Regions from separate parts of the Mus musculus genome. Here all the other regions are linked to region 2. A link is a contact called in public HiChIP or PLAC-seq data. All regions are on one chromosome and are shown on one strand. Each heading gives the region's core, a stretch centred on a gene start, on an enhancer-like site or on the middle of the called end of the contact. The rest is flanking DNA. Distances are from core to core; before and after follow the strand shown.

Region 1 (3,623 bases), core at 486-2,985, 330 kb before region 2:
TCCATGATCTGTCCATTGGTGAAAGTGGTGTGTTGAAGTCTCCCACTATTATTGTGTGAGGTGCAATGTGTGCTTTGAGCTTTATTAAAGTTTCTTTAATGAATGTGGCTGCCCTTGTATTTGGCGCATAGATATTCAGAATTGAGAGTTCCTCTTGGAGGATTTTACCTTTGATGAGAACAAAGTGCCCCTCCTTGTCTTTTTTGATGACTTTGGGTTGGAAGTCAATCTTATCAGATATTAGGATGGCTACTCCAGCTTGTTTCTTCAGTCCATTTGCTTGGAAAATTGTTTTCCAGCCTTTTATTCTGAGGTAGTGTCTATCTTTTTCTCTGAGATGTGTCTCCTGTAAACAGCAAAATGTTGGGTCTTGTTTGTGTAGCCAGTTTGTTAGTCTATGTCTTTTTATTGGGGAGTTGAGACCATTGATGTTAAGAGATATTAAGGAAAAGTAATTGTTGCTTCCTGTTATTTTTGTTGTTAAAGTTGGCATTCTGTTCTTGTGGCTGTCTTCTTTTAGGTTTGTTGAGGGATTACCTTCTTGTTTTTTCTAGGGCATTGTTCCCGTTCTTGTATTGGTTTTTTTCTGTTATTACCCTTTGAAGGGCTGGATTCGTGGAGAGATAATGTGAGAATTTGGTTTTGGAGTACTACTCAGCTATTAAAAAGAATGAATTTATGAAATTCCTAGCCAAATGGATGGACCTGGAGGGCATCATCCTGAGTGAGGTAACACATTCACAAAGGAACTCACACAATATGTACTCACTGATAAGTGGATATTAGCCCAAAACCTAGGATACCCAAGATATAAGTTACAATTTCCTAAAGACATGAAACTCAAGAAAAATGAAGACTGAAGTGTGGACACTATGCCCCTCCTTAGAAGTGGGAACAAATCACCCTTGGAAGGAGTTACAGAGACAAAGTTTGGAGCTGAGATTAAAGGGTGGACCATGTAGAGACTGCCTTATCCAGGGATCCACCCCATAATCAGCATCCAAACGCTGACACCATTGCATACACTAGCAAGATTTTATCGAAAGGACCCAGATGTAGCTGTCTCTTGTGAGACTATGCCGGGGCCTAGCAAACACAGAAGTGGATGCCCACAGTCAGCTAATGGATGGATCACAGGGCTCCCAATGGAGGAGCTAGAGAAAGTACCCAAGGAGCTAAAGGGATCTGCAACCCTATAGGTGGATCAACATTATGAACTAACCAGTACCCCGGAGCTCTTGACTCTAGCTGCATATGTATCAAAAGATGGCCTAGTCGGCCATCACTGGAAAGAGAGGCCCATTGGACACACAAACTTTATATGCCCCAGAACAGGGGAACGCCAGGGCCAAAAAGGGGGAGTGGGCAGGTAGGGGAGTGGGGGTGGGTGGGTATGGGGGACTTTTGGTATAGCATTGGAAATGTAAATGAGCTAAATACCTAATAAAAAATGGAAAAAAAAAAAAAAAAAAAAAAGACTGTCAAATTTAGAGACAGCTCTAAATAGAACGTCTGTATCAACCCCCTGTAAGGCACGGGGACATCCTGAAAGCGGAGGCAGAAAGAACAGAGGAGCTAGAGATGGAAAGTGTTGCCTTCTGAACGTAACACCATCGCCTGCACAAGACACGCAGAAGAGCATGCCAACAAGATTAGCCACTATCTAGCAGGCTGCGTTAGCCGGACTCCGTGGTCTGCCTCACCCTCAACCCCACCCCAAAGAACAAGAACAGACATGAAGGTGAGAAGGTGACACGTCGGGAGGAGAGTGGAGGGGAGTGAGGGGAGAAAGTGAAGTAGATATGACTAAGAGTGTATCCGTGATCTTAAAAAGAAAATGCCTTTGCTTATACCTACAGTTTGTATATTAGCAACGGGTCTTTGAAAGTTGCTCAAATAATTAATTTTTTTTAATCCTTTGAACCAAGGATTTCATTTCAAAGTAATAGTCTATATTATACAATCATATACATTTCATACTCTCTTCAATCAAACAATGTTACTGTATTTTGATTAAGAAGAGTATGAAATCTGTGAGATTTACAAAATGCTATAATATTCATGAGCAGTATAAACAAAAACAGCCAGTCTCCTTGCAATTCCTACCTCCAAACTCTCATACACACAGAGTGACCAGTGCTCGCTCGCTCGCTTGCTTGTATGTTCTCTCTCTCTGTCTCTCTCGGTGTGTCTGTGTGTGAGAGAGAAGCATTTGTAAATAATTCCATTGAGAAAGAATTTGTATACTGTACAATCCATCCATGACTCATCCAACTCGCAGGTTTTCACATTGGCAGGGTTGAAATCTTTGCACTTGGTGTTTAGACAGGATGTAATAGGAAGAAACCAAAGTGGGGGCAGTGGGGACGGGTGTGTGTGTGTGTGTGTCTGTGTGCACACTCGAGTGTATGTGTGTTACAGAAATGCCTACCCTTTTCAGAAGTAAAAATCGGTACCTTCCAACATTAACCTGTGCAGTTTCTTTCCAAATGACTGCCCTTCAGCCCTGCACCTTCCTCAGGCCATGGAAAGAAGAACCTCTACGGCACAGACTCCCATGGAGCCTCTGTGCCATGTGCAAAGTGCTGGACGGGAAACAGGCGTGCTCAGACGGTGGCCATCAGGGCCCCCGTCAGTGGAAACTTTTGCCAGGGCCTATTCTGGGCTCCTGCTTTGGAATTTCCTGCCACTACCCTGAGGAAGCGGTGAGACCCTGTTGTGGTTTAGCTGATCCAGTGGACAAATGTTTGTCGATACCAGCCATATTCCAATTATTCTGCTAAGTGCAGAAAGCGTAAGTGCAGCTTACAGCACACAGCGCACGTGCCATCAGCTCCACCGTGCAGGCAGGTCACTGGCAATGCAAATGTACGGGCCACAGAAGGGACAGGAGACACAAGCTGTCTCTAGGAAAGGAACAGCTTTGTCGTGTAAGGGACAATTCCTACCACATTCACCCCCACATTCCAACACCAGCACAGGCTGAGCTTCCCCACCCTCCTCTTAGGCAATGTGACCGAGTAAGAGTAAACCTTTGTCTGTCTCCATAGAATTACTAAACTACAACAAAAACATGTTCTACATCATTTAGCTGCAAGGTGCAAGGGTGATGGTCACTCTCTGTGGACTCCAATAACATGAATTCCTTAGTTCAACATTAGTGCTAAAGTTAATCTCACTATTTATGGCCCAGGATGAAGAAAGGTATTTTACTAGAAATTTTTACAGATTTCACAAAATTCATTTGAACAATGCCATCAGTCAAATAAGCCTTGACCAAAAAAAAAAAAAAAAAAAAAAAAAAAAGCTCCCCCCACCCCCACAAGATGATTAGTACTTTGAAGAAAAATCCAAGACTAGTGCAGCAAGGTAGAGGTGGCAGGGGTGGGAAGGGTGAGACACATAATAAGAATGACCTGAGAAATGTGAAAATTCATTACACAAAACCAAGAAGCACGGAACTTCCACCAGTATGAATGGCTCCAAAGGGAGCAGCCAAATTGGAAGTTATGGCACCTTTCTTAAAAGATTTGTTTTTCTCATTTTTATTTATGTGTATCTGTGCATGAGTGTGTGCTAGTGCCCAAGGTAGCCAGAGGCATCAGGTCCCCCTGGACCCTTCC
Region 2 (3,907 bases), core at 933-3,432:
GCACCCGACTGCTCTTCCGAAGGTCCAGAGTTCAAATCCCAGCAACCACATGGTGGCTCATAACCATCCGTAACGAGATCTGATGCCCTCTTCTGGTATATCTGAAGACAGCTACAGTGTACTTACATATAATAATAAATAAATCTTTAAAAAAAAAAACTTATAAAGGCTAAAACTTATCAAATATTCAAAACTTTAAACCTAGGCACTACTGATATCTGCTTATAGAATTAACCTTATAGGTTAATTCTTATAAATAACAACAATATAACTGAGACGACTTTGTGGGCATGTATTAATGGTTTGACTAAATATGCCCCTTCTGATGCTTTCCAAACTAATGATAGGTTGATCAGGACCTAGAGATATTAAAACAACAGTTAGATTCCTTTACAGAAATGACCCTACAAATTGGAGAGGCTTAGAGTTACTTCTCATGGGCTTTAAAAACAACAGCAACAACAACACCTATGTCTGGCTTTGGGAAAAACCTATTGTTTCTATACAAATTGATCAAGAGTAATTAAAAACAAGACCCAAAACCTTGCCAGTGTTGGGGAAATACTTGGTTCCCTGGCTAACTACTCTGCTATCAAACACGGGCCAGGTCTTTAATTCTCATTCTGATTAGATTGACACCAGGTTCCTGCATCAAAACTAAAACAGGATAAGTCCATTGTTTGACTCGTTTTCTAAGACCAATGAGGAATGTAACAGGCCCAGACCTTAGCACATCTGACTCCATGATGGAAATGCTGTTCAGGTTATAAAACTCAGCACATAGGCTGTAACACCTGCCAAAACCAAAACAAAACCAAAGACTTATTCTGTCAAAGCAAGCAATACATAGTTTTGTAAAGACATTTGTATAGAACATGTAAAGTGTATGGATCGATTAAGGAAGATCAATAAAGACAACTGCCCTGCTTTAGAGGATAGATAGTTTGATCACATAATCAAACCACAATATAAATTTCCATTTATGTCATCTTAAAGGATGGTATGTAATAATAAGTCATGAGAATTTTTGTTCCCAATAAGAGTTATTGGCTGAATATAGACATTTAAGTCTCAGCTGGCCCCAGAGCTGCCTCTGTGTACATATACATCACTTATCTTGTTGATCTTGTTAGTCTCCTTCTTGTCCATAGCCAAAATCTTTAGGGGGGGGTCTCTCTTTGTCATGTCTGATTTTTATCAACTTGAAAGAAACCCATACCTTTTCTTTTCCTGTGGAAACATAGGCATAACCTCTCCCCCAGAGTACCACATTTCTTGTTTTCTATTCTGATGTTAGAACATCCTTAAAATAAGCAGGCTGATTTAGTTTAGTAGATTTTCCCACAATCTAATGTCTCTTAATAGCCATAGTTTTTTGTTCATTAGCACTTAAAAATTTTAAGGTTAATAAAGTACTATATAGGGCTGGAGAGATGGCTCAGTGATTTAGAGCACCAATTGCTCTTCCAGAGGTCCTGAGTTCAATTCCCAGCAACAAATGGTGGCTCACAGCCATCTGTAATGGGATCTGATGCTCTCTTCTGGTGTGTCCCAAGAGTGACAGTGTAGCTACATTAAATAAATAAATCTTTAAAAAATAAAGTACTATATAATATATCTTTAGAGATCTTCATTGCCCCCTTTTGTTTTATATTATATTACGTTTAAAATTTGTTTTATTTTATTAGATACATATGCCAGACCATTGTTCGTTTTAATTTGTATGGGTATATAATGGCCATAACTTCTAACAAATGTGTAATTATAGAATCAACCTTTTCTGAAGTTAAGGCAGTTGCCCATTGAAATCTTGAATATGTGTCTATTGTATGATGCACATATCTCAGTTTACTAAACTGAATATATCTATTGCCAAATTTCACTTCTTTGAGTACCTTTAGGGTTAATTCATGTAGGTAATGGAGTTTGGTTATATAATGTAAGTAGCACATTGTCTCACAATTTTCTTGGCTTGTTGCCAGGTGATAGGGAATTCTTCCTTTAAACATTTACTGTTAACATGTTTTTTAATGGCATTTTGAAGCGTCTAATACACTTCCAATCAATAGGTGATCAATTTTATTATTACCTTGTGCCGGAGGGCCTGGCAGACCTGTATGGGATCTCATGTGGGATATATATAGTGGATGACTCCTAGTCTTGATTATTTGTTGTGGCTGAATAAACAGTGAGTCAATTTAGAGTCATCCTGAGTAAGTTTAGCAGTCTCTATGTGCAAAACAACCCTTTTGTATATGGAGAGTCAGTTACTATATTAAGAGGCTCTTGAAAATCCGATAACATCATAAGTATTGTATATAATTGAACTGATTTATAGGGACTATTTGTCAATTTTTATCTTGTGTCCATAACAAGACAATCTCTATATTCATAAAAGGTACAACAATTTTAGCTGGATCCATTACAGCTAACTGTCAACGTCTCATTTTTCCTTTTAGCATCAATTTAGAAAACTTTGCTATGTAGGTTTTTAATTTCTTACTGTTTCTGTGTTTAAAATATTCATTTTAAGATATAATCTTGCCTCTGCCTGAGAATTCCTGTAGGGGAATGAGTAGAAGGCAAAATAACTAAGATGCAGGCCATCTTTGGATTAATATGATCTAGATGTGTATCCTGAAATTTACTTTCTACCAAAGCGAACTCTTTTTCAGCCTTGGCAGATAATTTTCTCAGGCTATTTAAATCTTTATCAACTTGTAAGTTTTGAAATAAATTGTTTACCTCTTGAGTAGCCAAGCCAATTGCAGGTCACAGCCAGTTAATATCTTCTAGTAGCTTCTGAAAATCATTAAGAATCTTTAATTGGTTTTTTTTTTTTTTCTGATTTGCACCTTTTGTGGCCTACCCTTTTATAGACTTATTCTATATACTAGATAATTAATGTAATCCTCTCTTGTGTCTTTTCAGGGATGATTTATAATTACCAGAAAGTCAAGGCAGGGATTTTTAGAAGGGGTTGCTTGTTCGTTTGTTTGTTTTTATTTTTTAAGATTTATTTATTTATTATATGAGTACACAGTTGATATCTTCAGACACACCAGAAGAGGGCATTGGATCCCATTACAGATGGTTGTGAGCCACCATGTCGTTGCTGGGAATTGAACTCAGGACCTCTGGAAGAGCAGTCAGTGCTCTTAACCCCTGAGCCATCTCTCCAGCCCTTTGTTTGCTTTTCTTCATCTAACATTCTTTTTAGGATATTTATATCTTAATCAGTCAGTATGATATCATCTATATAATAATAAATAATGTATTAAGGAAATTGTTTATGAATCATCTATAATGGCTGTTATACAAAATACTGACATGAGGTAGGGCTATTTAACATTCTTTGTGGCAGGACTTTCCAATGATATCTTTTTATTGTCCAACCTCTATTAAAGGTAGGTACTGAGAAAACCAACCTTTCCTTATCATGTTCATATAAAGGAATTGTGAAAAAAAAAAAAAAACAATCTTTTAGATCAATCACTATGATAGGCCATTCCTTAGGCAACAAGAAAGGCAATGCAGTTCCAGGCTGCAGGGAACCCATTGGCTGAATAATCTTATTGATTGCTCTGAGATCTGTCAACATCTTTCATTGGCCAGACTTCTTTTTAATGACAAATACTGGAGAATTCCAAGGGCTGGTGGACTCTTCTGTATATTGAGCCTCTAGCTGTTCCTGGACTAGCTGTTCTAGTGCCTGTGTTTTTCTTTTGTCATATACCATTGACCAATTCAAATGGATTGGTCAGTCAGCCACCTTAGTGGTAAGGCTGTTGGTGTCTTATCAGCAGTGGCTCTTTGAGGTCGAGCTGAATTGTCAGCCTCTGCTGTATCTTATTTATGGACAGCCTGGACAGTCTGTAACTGTCTTTGATAACATTCCTTAACTAAT
Region 3 (3,945 bases), core at 778-3,277, 430 kb after region 2:
CGCGTAAGACTTTGAGAAGAACGCTGTGTCATCGCTCTTTTCTGCTGCTCGGAGACAGAAGCGACAGGCAGGCAAAAGTCCTCATGTACCTGTGTGCATATATGTGGGAGTGTGCACATATCCTCATGCTATGTGGAATGTACGTGCTTGTGACTCCATGTGCATGTGTCTGTATGCAAGTGTGAGTGTGAATGTGAGTGCATGTCTGTGACCTGTGTACCAGTTTGCCCATGCCTTGTGTGCATGTTTGTGCATGCTCATGTGTGTGTATGTGAGCATGTGTGTGAACACGTGTGTGTACATGTGTGTGCTTGTCTGTATGTGCTAAAGCTGAGGCCATCAGAGGGCAGAAAGGTGAGCAGTGGTTAGTTTGGTAGAAAGTGTCATCTTTAAGCTTCAAGAACTAGGGAAAGGACTTGGCCATTGTTTGTTCATGCAGGGCAACAGGAGAGGTTTCTAGAGGCCCATGGGTGGTTGCAATCTTTAAAAGCTTTATTTATTTATATAGGTGTGTGTGTATGTCAAAGACAGTTGTGAATTTGGGTCCTCTGGAAGAGCAGCAAGCGCTTTTTTTTTTTTTTAAGATTTATTTATTTGTTATATCTAAGTACACTGTAGCTGTCTTCAGACACACCGGACAAGGCTGTCAGACCTCATCACAGATGGTTGTGAGCTGCCATGTAGTTGCTGGGACTTGTACTCGGGACCTTTGGAAAAGAAGTCAGTGCTCTTAACCGCTGAGCCACCTCTTCAGTACCAAGAGAAAATGCTTTTTTTTTTTTTTCTCTTCCTGGGCAAAGAATCTTTGGCTTTCACTATCTTCTCAGAAGAGTCTGTGACGTAAGAATGAACCACTGGTGTAGCAGAATCTTGCAACAGGGACGTTTGGCCATGTGTTGCCCCTCTTTGGCTTACAAGAGTGTGCAGAAAAGGCGGTGTGTGGAGGGCACTGTCTTGCCTGGGCTTGCTGCCTTTGACATTGCAGGTCTATGCTGCTGCTAAGAGGAGGTGGCTGGGGAAGAGATTCAAGGAGATGGGGTGGGGGTGGGGGTGGGGATGGCAGGTGACTGAAAGAGTGTGCACATCTGACAATCTGCCTATATCCCAGGTGCCAGATGTTTGCACCAGCTGCCCAGGGTACAGCCTGTAATCCAGGAACTTTGTAGCAGAGTGGGTGGTCCTTGTGGACATTAAGTGGGAACACTGGCAAGCAAAGGCAGTCCTCCAGTTTCCCAGGTGTCTCTGCTCTCACCTGCAAAGGATAAAAGTGACCCAGTCTGAAGGGCCCTGTGGCTGGCCAGATAACAGGCTTGCAACCAGAGGCACCGTTATTGGCAGCTTTTTCTCCCATCTGGAGCTGTAGGTGGTCTCTGTGGCCCCTACCAGAAGTATCCAAATAGATCCAGACCCAGAGTACGGGCTGGAAATGTGTGTGCAGGCTACCTGGCTGTTTCTTTGAGCATCCTGGGTTTAGTGTAATGGATGTTGTCTGAGGCTGAACTTGCCTGAACAAGGTTCCTCGTGGGACTTTCTTCTTTCAGAGTCAAGTCCATGTTTCCTTTGACAGAATCACAGTGCTCTTTCTGCCTAAGGACAGTTCATCCTATACCACACGATTCATCCTTGCAAGCGGATGGCAGCTCCTCCTATCCCTGCTAAAGGAGGAGTCATATCGTGGGCTCAGCCCCTGAGCAGCTTCATGCATATTACATTTAGGCTTCTGCACTGTGTGCACGATCCATACTGGAGGGATATTTATTTCCAGACCCGCCACATGCTCCCTGAGGCAGCCCCCACACAGATTTTAATTGCTAAACCGACTTATTCTGACTCAGTGTCTGTTTAGTAAAATGTCTGGAGATACAAAAGGGGGGGAGATAGGGGAGCTGGGCCAGATGCTGTCTGTGACTAACAGGACATCCACCAGAGGGGGCTGAGCAGCTCACTGGCATGTCATAGGTGGGTGGGCTTCTCAGAGCTCTTAGCTGTGCTCCATTGTGCTAAAACTGTAGTTGTGAATAAGCAATTGCATTAGAGCCTCTCGGCTGAGCTGACTCACTGCTGGTGACTGTTTCTGAGGAATGCCTCCAGGTCACAGGCTGCTCCAGCTTGTGGAGGCCAGGAAGCCAGCAGAGATCTCCTGAGTGTGCTCTTGACCTGGGCTCTGGCCCCTTGTTCCTCACCCCCTTTGTGGTGCCAGCCAGGGGTCTCTGAGAAAAGCGGGAGGTGGGGACTACACACCGGTTTCAGGGTGAGACTTGGGTTTGGTAGTGCTTAAAATCTTCAAAATCTTCCCCCTTTCCTTATTTATCTTTCTTTTCCTTCCTTCTTTTTTGAGGGGAACAGAGGGACACACACATGCACGCACACACACACACAAACACACACACACACACACACACACACACACACACACACACACACACACGGGGGTGTGGAGGTTGGTTCACCATGTAGCCTAGGTTATATAATCCTCCTGCCTTAGCTTTCTGGGATTACAGCTATGCAACTTCCTGGCCCAAGCCTTCAACATTCTCATTTATGGTTTTTGAGTCATCCTCCAAGGGCGGCCTGGGCACCCGTGCAGGCCTCTGTGCCTCCGGCATGAGGGAACCACCAGCTCGCTGAGCTGAGGCCCAAGTGCTCAGCTGCTTGTTGTAGCACGGATCACGTAAAATGTCACTGTCCTCCTCCCTGACGGTGCTGTCTTGAGTCTTTGTGACACAGCATTCCTGCTAAAGGATTGCTTCTAAGAGCTCCAGTAACAATTGAGGGAGTGTGGAGGTAAATAGATGGGATCTTTTGTCATTAATAATTGAATTTGAATTCACTCATATTTTGAAAGAACAGGGAAGCAGGCCCACAGGTTTTAGTAGTGAAACCTTTTGAGAAAGAGATCAGGGGAATCACAGAGTGCAGGGTCTGAGGCCATGGGAGGAGGCCGGGGCTACCGAGGCTACTGGACACTGTTAACACCACAATCCAGCTACTGCCAGCTGGGGCGACATTGCCACCATTTCTCCTCCATACAGACTTGTTAATGGATGCAGACACATTTGCCATAGCTCACGGGGCTTCACTGTTATTTAATGGGTCGAATCTGGGATGCTAGTTACAGATCCCATAATGCAGCCATCAGAGAAGAACCATCAAGCCCTAACACTGACAGGGCCACTTTGGTCATCCGGGCTACAAAGCATAGCAGTCATGCACCCACCCGTGTCCTCTCCCTTCTGTGGCCTGCCTTTGACATCACCTGAGTGACTTCCCCCAGCCCTGTTGAGAGCATTGTGTGTGCCAGGCACAGTGTCTTGATGTCCAGGTACAGCTGAGGCCAGTCAGGGAATGTGTCTGAAGACAGCCATTCTGTCTAGGGAACTTGGTCTCTATGCACTGGGTGGGAGTCTCCCAAGGCAGTATTTGATGGTAACCTTTGTCCTCAACAAATGCCAGCATCCACTGGGGACACTTTCCTCTGGGGTCCCATGCCATGTCCTGTGCTGGCAAGATCTGTGGTCTGAATGCTGTTCCAAAGGTGTGCTGGTTTCTCTCCCGTGAACCTCCCACTTGAGGAGAGTCTGGTCCTGATTCAGGAAGGATGCCAAACTCAGACTGAGAGAGCCCAGGGCTGTGTCCCTTCTCTTCAAAGACTGTTTATGACTGACTTGAAGATTTCTGCAGAGCAATCCCCTACCTCCAGTCCCAGGAGTCCCTCCCTGCTCAGAGGTTCTGTGGGGGAGCTGAGGGCTCTTTGACCAAGGTACTTTGGAGAAGAGAGACTCCCAGGTCTCACAGAGCAATCCTTCTAACTGCGATGGCTGTTCTTGGAAGTCATCTTGATTTCATCTGGAATTAACCAAAGCCCAAGTGGTTGAGTACACTTGAGAGGGATTTGGTTTGTTGTTGTTTTTCAAGACAGGGTTTCTCTGTGTAGCCCTGGCTATT

The links. HiChIP or PLAC-seq counts read pairs in DNA pulled down with a chosen protein or histone mark.
Region 1: a FOXA1 HiChIP or PLAC-seq map of pancreatic cancer cells shows a contact between it and region 2. The contact joins two enhancer-like sites. A contact is called at or near these places in 4 of 39 promoter capture datasets (embryonic stem cells, liver, stem cell-derived epiblast-like cells and 1 more), 1 of 484 Hi-C or Micro-C datasets (the G1E-ER4 cell line), 1 of 115 datasets of contacts at active chromatin or transcription factors (pancreatic cancer cells) and 1 of 9 other capture datasets (embryonic stem cells).
Region 3: a FOXA1 HiChIP or PLAC-seq map of pancreatic cancer cells shows a contact between it and region 2. The contact joins two enhancer-like sites. A contact is called at or near these places in 17 of 39 promoter capture datasets (the 3T3-L1 cell line, 3T3-L1-derived adipocytes, the C10 cell line and 10 more), 1 of 15 datasets of contacts at CTCF or cohesin (the NIH/3T3 cell line), 20 of 484 Hi-C or Micro-C datasets (CD4 T cells, CD8 T cells, the G1E-ER4 cell line and 13 more) and 2 of 115 datasets of contacts at active chromatin or transcription factors (embryonic stem cells and pancreatic cancer cells).

The regions. Positions count from the first base shown.
Region 1 is chr11:20,593,698-20,597,320 of GRCm38.p6, reverse strand. It overlaps a transcript of Sertad2 not described here. Among named protein-coding and RNA genes, the nearest start is that of Sertad2, 36 kb to the left of the region's middle. Within about 2 kb of position 1,735, at least 35 of the 459 cell types and tissues checked have an H3K27ac peak or open chromatin away from gene starts, as enhancers often do. A contact at or near this core is called in pancreatic cancer cells, where this site is marked.
Region 2 is chr11:20,265,371-20,269,277 of GRCm38.p6, reverse strand. No RefSeq gene overlaps it. Among named protein-coding and RNA genes, the nearest start is that of Gm39604, 13 kb to the right of the region's middle. Within about 2 kb of position 2,182, at least 5 of the 459 cell types and tissues checked have an H3K27ac peak or open chromatin away from gene starts, as enhancers often do. A contact at or near this core is called in pancreatic cancer cells, where this site is marked.
Region 3 is chr11:19,833,418-19,837,362 of GRCm38.p6, reverse strand. No RefSeq gene overlaps it. Among named protein-coding and RNA genes, the nearest start is that of Spred2, 89 kb to the left of the region's middle. Within about 2 kb of position 2,027, at least 118 of the 459 cell types and tissues checked have an H3K27ac peak or open chromatin away from gene starts, as enhancers often do. A contact at or near this core is called in pancreatic cancer cells, where this site is marked.